Linked DNA regions of Sus scrofa: regions 2 and 3 are each linked to region 1. The links are chromatin contacts, called in public Hi-C and HiChIP or PLAC-seq maps. All regions are on one chromosome and are shown on one strand. The core of a region is the stretch at or near the end of the contact, and the rest is flanking DNA. Distances in the headings are between cores, read along the strand shown. Region 1 holds the start of BEST1 (bestrophin-1). Region 2 holds the start of FADS1 (fatty acid desaturase 1). Region 3 holds the start of FEN1 (flap endonuclease 1).

Region 1 (4,408 bases), core at 1,846-4,345:
CCTGGAAGAGTAAAGAGGCATGATGCTCTGACCTAGACAGGGGCCCGCTTATACTTCCCAGGTCCACACCAATTCTCTGTGACTCGAGGCAAGTGAACTTCTGCCTCTAAACCTCAGTTTCCTTGTTTACAGATGGAAAACTGCTAACATGCCCATTCAACAGATGGGGAAAGTTAAGGCTTCTGACTTGCAGGGAATGGGTGAGCAACCTGTCCTCTCATATCCAGGGCCGTTCTCTGGGGGAGGGCTACCCCAGGATGCTCCTCTTCCTCCTCCCCTGCCCCTTAGCCGGGTCCTGAGCTGGTGGGGTGTGGGTGTGGATGGAGTCTGTACCTCACCTGGCTGGCCTCTGGGGGACGGAGTCCATGGGGACAGGGTAACTCAGGGATCCCGGTGTTCTCCCCAAGGCTATGCTGAATCCTCTCGCCTTGTGCCTTCCGTCTGTGGTTGGGCCGGCTCTGGCCTGTTCTGCACTATTCCATCGTCATTGGCAGGATGGGGTTTGATGAAGCTGAATCTGGGCGTGTCCCAGCCTCTCCCTGATGTCTTCCTGCAGGAGCCAGAGCTCATGTGTTCATTTCTTTGAATGTTGAGTCTATTTGGTCTTGAGGGATCAGACCTGCCTGGTCCCAGGGTAGAGGTGTCGTAGTCTGTCTTGCTTCCTGGCCCCGGGCTGGCACTATTCCTCCCTTCCCCTGTCTGGCTGTGCCAGGACCTCTTCGTTTCTTTCTTGGCCTCTGCCCTGTTTGGACTGTGATTGGCCCAAGAGAGGGGCGTGGGCTGGCAGATGCCCTATAAAGAGCCTGGAGGAAGCATCCAGGCCTGGCTAGCCCACCCCAGGGCCCCCTGCCACTGCCCCTGGCCAAGCTGGATCCCCTCCTTCCTGCCCAGCTGAGGCAGGGCCTGGAAGGGCACAGCGGCAGGCCCTCTGTGATGCTCCTGTTGCCATGGTGATCCCAGATGAGAAGGCCATAGCATTCTGCCTCTGGAACCTCCACCCATCTGTCCAGCTCTGCTCTGCCTGCCCCCGGAGATGGCTCTCAGCTGGGGGACTCGGGAGCACAGGCTCTACTGCTGTCAAAGTCTCTTCTGTGCATTCCCCATCCCTTGGAGATCCCTTCAACCCCAACAGAGACCACTGCCCTAACAGGTAAGAGTCTACGCTCAGAAACTGACCTCCATGGCAGAGGCAGTGATGGGTGGTAGAAAAGGCACAGATTCAGAATCAGAAGACCCAGATTCCAGTTCCGACCTGGCCCTTGGTGGCTGTGTTACCTTGAACAAGGTGGGATTTGAAACTCAGCATCCTCCTTTAGAAAACGTGGATAATAATACCATACTGAACCATCCTTCAATAAGACCTCTGTGACTTTTCATGGGCTGTTCCCCTGATATGTAATGCTCTTCCACCCTTCTCAACTCAAACTCCTACTCATGCTTCAAGACCCAGCCCAAATGCTCCCATCTCTGTACAAGTTTCCCTGGCACAGATATTAGGCCTTGCCCACTCTGTGTTAAATGTTTCCCTGGGTTTTAGTCGACGGTAAATTCTTGGAGGCAAGAATCAGATTAGACTCACCCTGGCATCAGAAATGGTTTTTGACTGACGACGTTGCTAATGGAAAGCAGAGGAGCCCGACCCTGATGGGCTTTGGCCCTATCCTTGCAGAGGTCCATCCTGGGGCGCAAACGTCCAAGCATGGCTTGGGTCGATACGTGTGTGCTGTGGCCTTTCTGTGTGCCTGAGATACGCAGGGCTGGTTGGGGACACTTTCATGGCTGAGACCCAAGGGGAGAGACTTTGGCTTGTGCCTGTCTTTCGCAGTTGGGTGGGGCCAGGAGCAGCCCCTCATGGGGTATCCCTGGGGACATGCCGGGGCATCTGGGAGGCAAGGAGGGCTGGGCTGCACAGTCAGCTGGTCCTGCTGGGAATGTGGCGTGGGGGGCGGGGGTATTGCCAAGGAACCTGCAGATCAGGGAGAGGGAGGGAGGACTCCAGTGTCTCCCCACACCCTCTCATGGCTCTGTAGCTGCTGGTCAGGGTCAAGGAGATGGTGCCATCATCCAGCACCTGCTCCACCATCCAGACTCTGACCAATGATCAGGCTGGTCAAGGGCGCCCCCCAGTGGCCACCTCAGGGGATGCAGGAACCTGACTCCACAAAGGCAGGAGGTCCATTCATTCCAGCTCATACAGAATGAGCCTCCGCAGGCCAAGCGTGGTACCAGACATGTTTCGATTGTATTTTTAAAATATATTTGTTAATCATCTGCCAGATGGGAAGCTCTCTCTTGAGTGTTGGTCCGGGTTGGTGGGGGAAGAGGGGCTGCAAGGATAGGAAAACTCACAGCAGTGACCTCAACCCACACTGTCCGCTAGACTCACCTGGGGAACTTGAAAAAATACCAGTGATAGGGATCCACCCGGACCAGTTGAACCTGGAGAGTGAGGCAGAGGCACCCTCCCTAGATGTTGCCCAGGCAAAGTCAGCAGGCAAAGTTAGCAGGCAGAACTCTGGTTTGGAAAGCTGAATAAAACGTTTTTCCAACCATCCTTCTCACCCGGGTCCCGAGGTGGGTGTTCCATTTCACAGATGAGAAGACTGAGGCTCGGGGCAGGTCGGTTGAGGACAGCGATGGGAAAACATCTCCCCCAGCACAGGCAGTGGGGGATGCAGCAAAAACTCCTAAGACATTCCCTGATCTTAAAGAGACTCCGTTATAACAGTAAGGGTGTGGTTGTTTGCTGCGATTAGAAAAGGACCCGGGGTCGTTGTGAAATAATCTCTTTTTCCAGGCAGCGAATTGTAAAGTTAAAAATGACGAGAGTTCCCGTCGTGGCGCAGAGGTTAAAGAATCCGACTAGGAACCTCGAGGTTGCGGGTTCGATCCCTGGCCTTGCTCAGTGGGTTAAGGATCCGGCGTTGCCGCGAGCTGTGGTGTAGGTCGCAGACGCGGCTCGGATCCCTCGTTGCTGTGGCTCTGGCGTAGGCTGGCAGCTGCAGCTCCGATTAGCCCCCTAGCCTGGAAACCTCCATACGCCGCGGGAGCGGCCCAAGAAATGGCAAAAAGACAAAAAAAAAAAAAAAGATGCTCACGAAAATCACCCGTAATCTCAGCATTATTAATGCTAAGGAGTATGGGGCGGGGGTGGGGGCGGGTGAGTAGAAAAGGGGATTGAAGGAGAGAGGGAGGCGGGAAGAAGGGAGGGGGAGGGAGGAGTGGATTTATTTTAAGGCTCAAGGTCATACTGTAAAGCCGCGCTTCCGGAAAGTGTGGTTCAAAGACCACCGGTATTGTAATCCTCACGGTGCTGTTAGAAACGCAGCATCTCTCAGGTTGCAGAATCAGACGCTGGAGAACGATCCTGGGAAGCTGCATGTTTAATAAACATTCCAAGCCATTCTTCCGGCCACAGAAGACCAAGGGCTACTGCTGTTTCGCTTTCAGTGGCTTAGGAGGGTTCTCACGTATGGATGGAGGTATTAAAATGCATGGAAGCAGCTGCTGGATATTAACCAGCTGCCCTTGGGAACCTGAGCACATATTTCCATCTTGCCCCGGCTGGCTGGGAGCCAGCGGCACAAACACCAGAGCTGCTGTGTCATCGTACACCATGCCCGGCCCCCACACAGCAGCCCACCCCCCGACCCCTTTCTCCTTCCATAGCTCTGAACCAACCTACGAACTGGGCCCTGCCAGCCAATGACAGCCCGAATAACCTATGATGTCATCAGCAGCCAATCAGAGCTCCTCGGGCGTATATGCTGAATTCGGTCATCTTACTGGAGTGCTGGGGTTCTAAAGCAACAGCTTTCTTTTCAGAGAGGGACGCTGAGGCCTAGAGAGGAGCAGAGGCCCACCCAGGGTCACCACACCAGGTGGCAGAACCAGGACTAGAAGCCGGGACTTCTGACGGTGGTCCAGCGTTCCTAGGGGTTCCTACAGTGCCGCCAAAGCCCACAGGGCCCAGGCAGACGCCGCCCTCTCTGGATGGCTCCTGGAATGGGAGATGAGGCCCAAAGCTTCACCCCTTCTCCCCGCAGCTCTTGCTGCAAGATCTCGGGGGTCAGATACAGATACCCCGCCCCCCGACACACTCCTTGGCCCCATCTCTGGAGTTTAGGACCCAGAGGAAATGGCAGGATGGCCCTGAGAGTTGCCCCCAATTCCAGCTCTGGTCTCAGCTCGGCCCCGCTCCCCCCAGGAAGGAATTAGAGGGCCCCGGCTGGACTCGCCTCCCTGCTGCTTACGAGCAGATTATGAGGAGGGGCCAAGACAAGCTCTCCTTTGTGGAGGCCCTGGCTTAGGGAGTCAAGTGACTGCTTAGCATACACGTGGGCAGTGCCAGCCCCTAAGAGTGAGCAGGGGCACTGGCCACAGGACCCCAGAGAGTCCCACAGGGTCT
Region 2 (4,616 bases), core at 402-2,901, 180 kb before region 1:
CGCTAGTCCACACCTTCGCCGCTGCCTGCATTCCCCAGTGGTCACTAGGGAGACAAGCACAAGCTCCGGCCTGCTGCGTCGGAAGGAGGGGCGGGCCCTCACCCGGTTAGGCTCCAACGCGACCTAACGGGAGCCTTAGCGGCCCGAGGCGCGCTCCGGGATGGCAGGGCGAAAGCTGGGGACAGTGTAAGGGGTCACGCCGCTAGGCAAAGGATGGGAAGAAGGATATCGGGAGAGGGGTCTCAGTGAAGCGAACGCTCCAACCTTTGGGTCCCAAGTTCTCCAACCCAGAAGGGAGATGCTAGGCGCTTTAGTTCTGAGAACAGGTTGTCTAGAGAGGGAAGTAGAATGCCGTCTGGGGTGTGCGCTGGCCCAGTGAGGCAGGATGCGGACCCCGCACTGAGCCTCCGGCCCAGGAATGCATTCAGCTGTCCGCTGCCACGAATAGCTGGAGACCCTGGTGGCCTGAAACTGAGTGACCTCCCCACAGAATTCCAGGACCAATCCGGGGCTCCTCGCTCAAGTGTACACTAATGCAGGCCCCCATTTTCAGCCCGCTGCTCTCATTCCTTCCTGTGCACGAGCAGGCACTAGCCCTTTCCGGCCAGTGGCCCCCTCCCCACCCACCCTCTCGTCTTCACCCAGTGAGTGCCAGGTGGCTTCCCATCTCAGCTGTGTCTCTCAGAGCGGTTCCCTTGTTCTTTGTCCTGCTCGCTAGTGTTGTCGGGCACACTCGTTCCAGACGCGGCTGCGGCCCCCTCCCAGCCACCAAGCCAGGTCAGGAATCCCTCTCTTCAGAGTTCCCATCCTGGCTCAGCGGAAACGAATCTGACTGGCATCCATGAGGACGCAGGTTCGATCCCTGCCTGACCTTGCTCAGTGGGTTAAGGATCCAGCGTTGCCCTGAGCTGTGGTGTAGGTCACAGACGGCTAGGATCTGGTGTTGCTATGGCCAGCGGCTACAGCTCCGATTCGACCCCTAGCCTGGGAATCTCCATCTGCTACCAGTGCGGCCTTAAAAAGACTTAAAAAAAAATCCCTCCCTTTGCCGTTGACCCCTCCTCCTTCGGTCTCGGCGGTACAGGAGGCCCCGGGGTCCCGCCTCCCCGCCCCATCCCACCCCAGCCCAGCTCCGGGGCCTGCCCACGCCTCAAAACCGCAGACTCGGGGGCCACATAGTGAGCGTACCGACCCGAGGCTCAGCCCTTTGTTTGGTATGCACGTTGCCGGCCTCCATTCCCACTCCCCAGACTCCATACTCCACTTTTCGCAGGCTCACTCCTGCCCTTGCATCCCATGCCCGCAGCACACCCCATCAATTAGCAACAGGTACGCTCCAGCGCCTCCCGGCTTTTCCTGGAATTAGTGAGTGTTCGGCCTTGACTGCCAAACTTCTTGTCTCGCGCACCGAGTGTCCGGCCCCGGGCGCCGGACCCTGCCTCCTCCCATGCCCAGGTCTGGCAGCGCTCACCGTAGCATCCTGCCCCGCGTAGTGGCTGATGACCCGGGAGCCCCCGGGGTGCCGGCGGGTGAACTTGGTGACGTTGTACACCTTCCGGTCAATCACGAGCCACTGTTCTTTGCCTCTTCCCGTGCGCTGCGCCACCTCCTCCCAGGTGAAGAAGCGCGGGGTCGACCCCTGGACCGGGTTCTCAGGGGCCATTGGGGCCAGGAGATGCCGCGCGCCAGCCGGGCTGGGGCGGTCAGGAGCGCGCACGGGACACGCGGGGCAGCGCGCGCCGGCCTCGCGTGCTCGGGGAGCCGGTCCGCTGGCGCGCACCCTGAGCCCGCGGTCCGCGCGCCGGCTTTTCAGCAACCAAGGCGGTGGGAGCTGAGCCCCGCTGCGCGCGTTCCTATTGGTCCAGCCGCGTGGCGCGGGGAGCGAGTCCCCGCCCTCCGCCGGCCCCGCGCCGGCGGCCGCGGCCGGAGGGTCGGGTTAGGCTGGCGTTGAACGGGGGCGCGCGCCACCTCGCGGGCCCGCAGCCGGGGGCGCAGAGGGATCCTGTTTCCCGACTTGGCGACTTTTGCTCCCAGGGGGCGTCGCGGGCGGAATAACGGTTCCTGTGGAGGCTCTTGGGAGCGGGCCAGGCGGCACCCAGTGCGGGGGCGCCCTGGGCTTCCAGGGTAGGCGTGGGCTCCGCCTGCGGCGAGGGGCAGAGGCCGAGCCGAGTGGGTGGGCGCAGGGCCCGCCTGGCGGCCGGGGAAGCCTGCCAGCCTCGCGAGGTTCGAGGTTGGAGGCTTCAGTGACGGCGTGGTGGACAGGAGGCTGTCCTAGGGGCCTGGTCTTTGGGCTGCTCCCCACCCCCCCGCCAGTCTCCAGACGCCCACCTGCCTGAGAGCCACCTGATGAACTCCCGCTTCCTCGCCATGCCACTCTACCAATTGTGCGGCTGGAATTAACAGTCAGAGAACCCTTGGCAGTTATCTTGTAAAGCAGAATTATGGTTTATTGGGGGTGGGGCGGGGGTGGTTAATGCTTTACTTTGCTCAGTGTAACATTTAAAATGCCCCGCAATTTTCCTATTTGCCTTTTATTGCTTGTTGGTGTTTTATTTCTGTTCTTTTTTCAATTAACTGAGATTCTTAAATAAAAGAAAGTGGCCCCGCATCTCCAGACCTCTGGGAAGCCCTGTGTGAAGAACCTGGGTCTTCTAGCTGAGGCATCGCCACTCCATCCTGGAGGCACCTGGGAGCCATAGGAGACCTTGAAGTAGAGAGATCAGGGCTCAGAGCTCTGAATTTTAGGAAGGGATGAGGAAGCACACAGAGGCTGGGGGACAGTCAAGAAACTGTTGCCTTTGCAAAGAGACTCAGTTTACATGCAAAATTTTATTTATTCAGCAAACCCTTTACAAAGCACTTACTATGTGCCTGGCCTTGTTTTTAGTGTTTTGCAAACATGTAATTTTCATAACAATCCTATGAGGTAAGGACCTCACTTACAGATGGAGAAATTGAACTGCTGAGAGGTTAAGTATTTTTGTCACACAGCCAGTAAGTGGCAGGACGGAGATTAGAACTGATCTGTGCTCTGATTGCTTAGCTCTGCTGTCTCTCCTCTGATTGTACTAGTGGAATTGCGCAGCCAAGGGAAAGGAGGCCAAACTTTATCCTGTGCACTGAGCTAGTCTTTGCCCCTTGGGGTCAGGAAACTAGAAGTATGGCTAGATATCTGGTAGAAAAGGACCTTCCTCCAACCCAAATCCCTCATTTTTTGAGTTAAGAAAATTGAGGTTCAGAATGGGGAAGGGACTTTCCAAGTTCCCACGGGGAAACCCAGATGGCCTGGCTTCCAGTTAAGATGCCAGGCCACTGCACCTTGCTCGGAAGTGATGGTCCATGCAGCTGCCCCTGTGCAGGCCAAATTTCCATTTAAAAAAAGACTTTGGGAGTTCTCTTGTAGTGCACTGGTTAAGGACCTGGCATTGTCACTGCAGCAGCTTGGGTGGCTGCTGTGGTGCAGGTTCAGTCCCTGGTCCCAGAACTTTCATATGCCCTGGGTGCAGCCAAAAAAAAAAAAAGACTTTTCCCAACAATTTAGCAGTGTATAACACAGGAGGTGGGGAGCAAGGGGCTCATGGAGGATGGACTTATGGGATTTCCTTAATGCAGCTGTCTACTTACTGTGGTATAGACTCATTACAGACCAGTGTATTAAACCTGCTGTTTTACAGATAGGGTGACTGAGATCCAAAGAGAGAGAGAGCCATACATCTAAAAATAGGACATCTCTGGGACCGGCCCTAGAAGAAGACAAAAAATAAAAAATAAATAAAAAGTAAAAATAGGACATCTGGGGCTGGAATTTACCCTTGTGACTCAAAAGGAGTCTTTGTACATATAAGTAAAATATTATACGTTTTAAGAGTCTCATGCTCTACCGACTGTGCTAGCCGGGCAACCTCTAAAAACTTTATTTATTTAGTCTTTTTAGGGCTGCACCCGCGGCATATGGAAGTTCCTAGGCTAGGGGTCAAGTTGGAGCTGTAGCCACCACAGCCACAGTGACTTGGAGTCCAAGCCTCGTCTGTGACCTACATTGCACCGCTGGATCCTTTAACCCAGGATGATGAACCTGACTAGCATCCATGAGGACACAGGTTTGATCCCCCGCCTCACTCAGTGGGTTAAGGATCCCAAGTTGCTGCAAGCTTCAGTGTAGATTGCAGATGCGGCTCGGATCCAACTGGAGCTGTTGCTGCCAGCCTACATGCCACTTACGCAGACCCACAGCTGAATTTGTGACCTAGGCCTAGCCAAGCGGAGCATCTCATTCCTCTGACAGCAGTCATTGGCCTAAGGGTCAGACCTGTGACCTCCAGCGCATTAGAGCATTCCTGGGGATTAGTGCAGGAAGCAGGGGCTGGGGAAGAATTCTTTCCTGGGGGGTTTCTCAGTAGCTGCAGCCATTTTTTTCTGTCACAAGGAGATGACCTTTCTACAGTAAGAGACAAGCAGACCAACAAGGAAAGGAAAGCAGAGGCAGATACCGAGGGTTGAATTGCTGCTTCCAGAGGCCCTGGTTTCTGAAGCTGTTTAATTCTGTGACTTATCTGGCTAGTTCTTCAGGCTAGGTGAGCCAGTAAATTTCTTTTCTTTTCTTTTTTTCCTTACAG
Region 3 (4,669 bases), core at 1,892-4,391, 210 kb before region 1:
GGAACAGGACTCCAAAGCCCATGAAGAGTGAGGCCACCAAAGAGATGAGAAGCTCTTTGTAGATATCCCGAGTGTACTTGGTGGAGGTGACTTCATAACTGGCAAGGCGATTAAGGAAGAACAAAGGGATGGACTGGGCAGGGCAGGGAACTGGGCCAGGTCACCTCCAGGAGAAAGGTGTGTGCTAAAGGCTGTCTGGGAGGCTGATCTGGCTCCGTGCAGCTGGGCAGACAGGCTCAGGAGATGACCCAGACTCTGGTTCTTCTACCACCCCTCCATACCCATGAAGAAAATGAAGCCCAGAGAGGTTAGGTTACTTTCCTCAGGTCACACAGCTAATGAACAGCAAAGCTGGGACCAGCCCTCAGATCACGTAACACCTGCGCACATCACTCTTTATACCGCTTTTTCTTTTTTCTTTGGTCTTTTCGCCTTTTCTAGGGCCGCTCCCGTGGCATATGGAGGTTCCCAGGCTAGAGGTCTAATCGGAGCTGTAGCCACTGGCCTACACCACAGCCACAGCAATGTGGGATCCGAGCTGCGTCTGCTACATCACAGCTCACAGCAACGCCGGATCCTTAACCCACTGAGCAAGGCCAGGGATCGAACCTCCAACCTCATGGTTCCTCATCGGATTCGTTAACCACTGCGCCACGACGGGAACGCCTATACCACGTTTTCAACTTCATGTCCCCATCCTCAGCCTCCCGTCCAGCCAGGCCCTCTGCTTCACTGTCCCGAAAATCTGAAGAGCAAATTGAGCTCGCCCGGGCTTGGAAAATAAGGTCACAATCGGGCTTTGGACATCCAACAGCCTTCCCTCAACTCCTTACCTCCCCCCATCTCCGCGCTAGAACAGAACTGGCAGGGGGCTTGTATCCAGCATGGTTTCTCCCACAGTTTCCCAATCGCTACTTCTGGCCACTGGCTACTCAGTGAAAGGATACACGAAGAACCAGGCGGTAAAGAACATGCCAATGGCCAACAGCACCACCGTCAGGTGGGGGAAGACGGCTGGGTTCACCGGGCTGGTGTATCTGCTCATGGCCTCAAGCTCCTAGGGGAGGGCATGAAATCAGAGCCATCAAAGAATCCCATGACGTCAACCTGGGGGTCCTCTGGGGTTATCAGGGAGCCTCGTGCTGCTGTGACTACTAGAAGCTCATTTCAGCCCGGGACATGTGGAAATCCTTCAGAATCACCATCAAAGGATAATGATTGGGAATGATAACAATTACAACGATATCTCAAACTAAGGTCGCGTTTTGTCTTTTCAATGAGACAAGAAGGGCCGCTGAGAGGCAGAGACTGAGACACAGAAAGTGCCTGATCAATGGTCCTTGACATGAGGCCACTGACCACTGTGAAAAAAAAAAACGTGATGAAAGGTATGGACTCTGCCTGGAAAAACCACACACAAGAAAAAGCTCTTTTTCTTTTCTTTTTTTGTCTTTTTGCCATTTCTTGGGCCACTACTGTGGCATATTGACGTTCCCAGGCTAGGAGACAAATCAGAGCTGTAGCTGTAGACCTACACCAGAGCCACAGCAACGCGGGATCTGAGCCATGTCTGCGACCTACAGAGCTCACGCCAACACCGGATCCTTAACCCACTGATCGAGGCTAGGGATCGAACCTGCAACCTCATGGTTCCTAGTCAGATTTGTTAACCACTGAGCCACGACAGGAACTCCAAAGCTCTTTTTCTTTTTAGCCACACCAGCAGCATGTGGAAGTTCCCGGGCCAGGGGCTGAACTCTCTCTGCAGTGGCAGCAACTCCAGCTTCGCAGCCCGCTCCACTACGGGGGAATTTGTAATTTTGCTTATGGTTTGAGAAGTTTTATGGACCCATGTCTGTAGGTATCAAGCTAAGAATCCTTGCTGGAAGACAGAACTGGACTGGTACCCTGATCTCAACTCCTGCACTAGTAAGGAATCTTGAGATCTACAGGCAAAAGACCTAAGTTATAATTCTGGCTCTAGTGAGTAAACATGAGTCTCAGTAAAGGGATTATAATAATCTCTCTCTCACAAGGTTGATGTATGATTTAAGGCAGATGACAAACGTCACAGCCTCTAACTCACTGCCTGGCATGGAGTAGTTGCTTAATGGCTTTTTGTTTCCTTCCCAAGGTTAGAGAGCAAATTATGAGATAATGCCTGTGAAAGAGGGCTGTAAAACGTAAAGTTCTGCACAAATGTTAACTCCCATTGTCACCCACCGCCCAACGCTTCTAAAATCCAGAACATAACAACTCTAGAGAAGTAAATTGACCCCATTGTTCTAAGAGACACTGGAATTCAATTCAGTAAACATGTATGTCCCCCCACCCCCCCAAATGATAAAGACAATCGCTGCCATTGACTGACCCTCCAATTGCAGGCCCCGTGTTTGGCACTGGGAATACAAAGATGAATAGACATCATCCCAGGGCTAGAGGCACGTCAGCTGGTGGTCACTAGTAGGCGTGGCAGATAACAAAGAAGTACATGACACGTGGCAAAAGGCTGGTACATAGGTTGTGGGAGCTCCCAGGAGAGAGGGGACAAGTGCCCGAGACAGCTGGAAGTGCTTCATCAAGAAGGTGACATTTGCCCAGGGCCGTGTAGGATAAGCACGAGTTCCACAGGGGGGAAAAACTTTCCAGATACACGTCACAGAAATCAAAACTCCAAGGTTTTTAAAATGCACCCCACGCTTCTAAATCGGGAGATCTGAAACCTAGTGAGATCAAAACCACAGCCTACGGAGTCTACGGCAAGGGGCTTCCCTTCCCCGCCCCTCAGCCCAAGCCGAAGGATCCAGGAGCCTCCCGCCCTCTGGACCTCGGGCGCCTGAGGCCTCTGCGAGAGAAACCGGCTGTGGGGCGAGCCCCGAGGGGTCCCCAGAGCCCTGTGGGAAACACCTCTCAATCCTCTCACCATTTTGCCGGGCACAGGGTAAACCGCCGTTCCGCCACCGGAAGAACACGTCGGCAGGAGCAGGCGCGCAGTTCAGCCGGAAGAGGAAGCGCAGCTGCGCGAGTGGCATTGTGGGATTTGTAGTCCTGTGGTGGGGGGCGGCAACGGGATCTGGGGCCGGCGGGGTCCCGGGGTGGAGTGGGAACAAGTGGTGGAGAAGGGTAGGGTCGGGTCGCTGAGCGAGCCTGTTCACCCTGGCTGGAGTCTTTGTCTTGAGAGAAGCAGGCCGAGGGCTCCGGGGCCTGTACTACACTTCCCAGGAGGCTGTGCGCCGCGGTAGGTCATGTGACGGGAGCGCGGGCTTTGGAAGGCGGCGGAGCGAGAGGCTACCCGCGGCTGAGGAGCGAGTTGGGCTGAGGTCGGCCCTGGGCCACACAGGAGCAATCGCCAGCTGCCGAGGCTTCACGTCCCAGAGGCCAGGTGAGACCCGCGGGAAGCGCCTCGAGAGCGGCGGGCCCGCTTTGCGCCGGGTGCTGGAGAAGGCCGGCCGCTGCCGTGCGCCGGACGGAGGGAGCGCGGGATTCGCCATCTGGCGGGCCCGCCACTTTCCGTTGTGAGCCTGGGGCCAGTCGCTGAACCCCCGAGCCTCTTTCTTCATTTGTAGAAGAAGGATAATAACTCCCACCTCCTGGAGTCGTTTTGTATGGTGACTTAGGTGCTGGAGGAGAGACAGTTTTGGAACTGCACTTGTCCAGATTCCTTTCCTTCCTGCCTTTGTCGGCCTCGGTGGTGGGATACTCGGCTAACGAGGCACTGGCTCCTGGGTACACATTCTAGCAAAGCAGATAGGTTGGGGCCTGAACCGAAGGATCGAGTGGGTTCTGGAGGGGGAATTTTTATAGAGCACCTAGCGTTTGTTGGAGGGGTTTTTGTCTGGTACCTCAGTTAACTCTGACAGTAATTCTGCAAGGCAGGCATGGTTCCCATACTTGATAGATGAGAAAACCAAACCTAAATGGCTTAGTAACGTCACAGACTAAGTGACATAATGGTATTACCGAGGTGGTGAGTGCTGGTGCCTGGGTTCAAGGCCACCGCCATTCGCAGGTGAGAACTAGGTGAGACGGACATTGAAGAAAAGGGCTTCAGGATGGTGGGAGGAAGGCACCGCCGAGCAAAAGTGAGACAGGGCGGTCCTTAGACCAGCCTTTCTCTTCGATTCTAAGAGTGTAAAGTTAAGTTGGGAATCAGCATGAAAGATCTTGATGCTGTAAGTCCCTTATGTTTTAGAAAGAACCCTGTGAAGGACGAGTGGGAACAATTAGAAGGCCTAGTGTACTATTTCTTTGAGTGTTGGACACAGTGCCAGTGGTGCCTTCAGCATCCTTTTTATTTTATTTTTTATTTTATTTTATTATTTCTAGGACCACACCCGCAGCACATGGAGGTTCCCAGGCAAGGGGTCAAATCAGAGCTGCAATTGCTGGCCTACACCACAGCCACAGCAATGCCAGATCCGAGCTGTGTCTGCGAACTGCACCACAGCTCACGGCAATGCTGGATCCTTAACCCACTGAGCGAGGCCAGGGATCGAACCCACAACCTCATGGTTCCTAGTCGGATTTGTTTCCTCTGCGCCACCACAGGAACTCCTCAACATCCTTTTTAAAAGTATTGAGTTATAACTGATATAACACAGGTATTATTACTTAAGATGAGTTCTTTTTTTTCAATTTAGTTTTTAGAAGATGGTGTCCACATGAAAAA

The links. Hi-C and Micro-C count contacts between places; a contact is called where the count stands out from the background. HiChIP or PLAC-seq counts read pairs in DNA pulled down with a chosen protein or histone mark.
Region 2: a contact with region 1 is called in a Hi-C map of embryonic fibroblasts, with 3 times the contacts expected there. The contact joins the promoter of FADS1 here to the promoter of BEST1 in region 1. A contact is called at or near these places in 8 of 47 Hi-C or Micro-C datasets (embryonic fibroblasts, epiblast stem cells, fetal liver and 5 more) and 2 of 2 datasets of contacts at active chromatin or transcription factors (alveolar macrophages and skeletal muscle).
Region 3: an H3K27ac HiChIP or PLAC-seq map of alveolar macrophages shows a contact between it and region 1. The contact joins the promoter of FEN1 here to the promoter of BEST1 in region 1. A contact is called at or near these places in 16 of 47 Hi-C or Micro-C datasets (alveolar macrophages, blood, brain and 11 more) and 2 of 2 datasets of contacts at active chromatin or transcription factors (alveolar macrophages and skeletal muscle).

Annotation. Positions count from the first base shown.
Region 1 is chr2:9,549,662-9,554,069 of Sscrofa11.1, reverse strand. It overlaps BEST1 (bestrophin-1), which reads left to right and starts at 3,095. Exons shown (of 12, transcript XM_013994220.2): 1 at 3,095-4,408.
Region 2 is chr2:9,732,460-9,737,075 of Sscrofa11.1, reverse strand. It overlaps FADS1 (fatty acid desaturase 1), which reads right to left and starts at 1,651. Exons shown (of 12, transcript NM_001113041.1): 1 at 1,472-1,651. The coding sequence starts at 1,651.
Region 3 is chr2:9,755,335-9,760,003 of Sscrofa11.1, reverse strand. It overlaps FEN1 (flap endonuclease 1), which reads left to right and starts at 3,141. Exons shown (of 2, transcript XM_003122627.5): 1 at 3,141-3,382. It overlaps TMEM258 (transmembrane protein 258), which reads right to left and starts at 3,034. Exons shown (of 4, transcript XM_003122626.6): 1 at 2,924-3,034; 2 at 948-1,057; 3 at 1-98. The coding sequence starts at 2,926.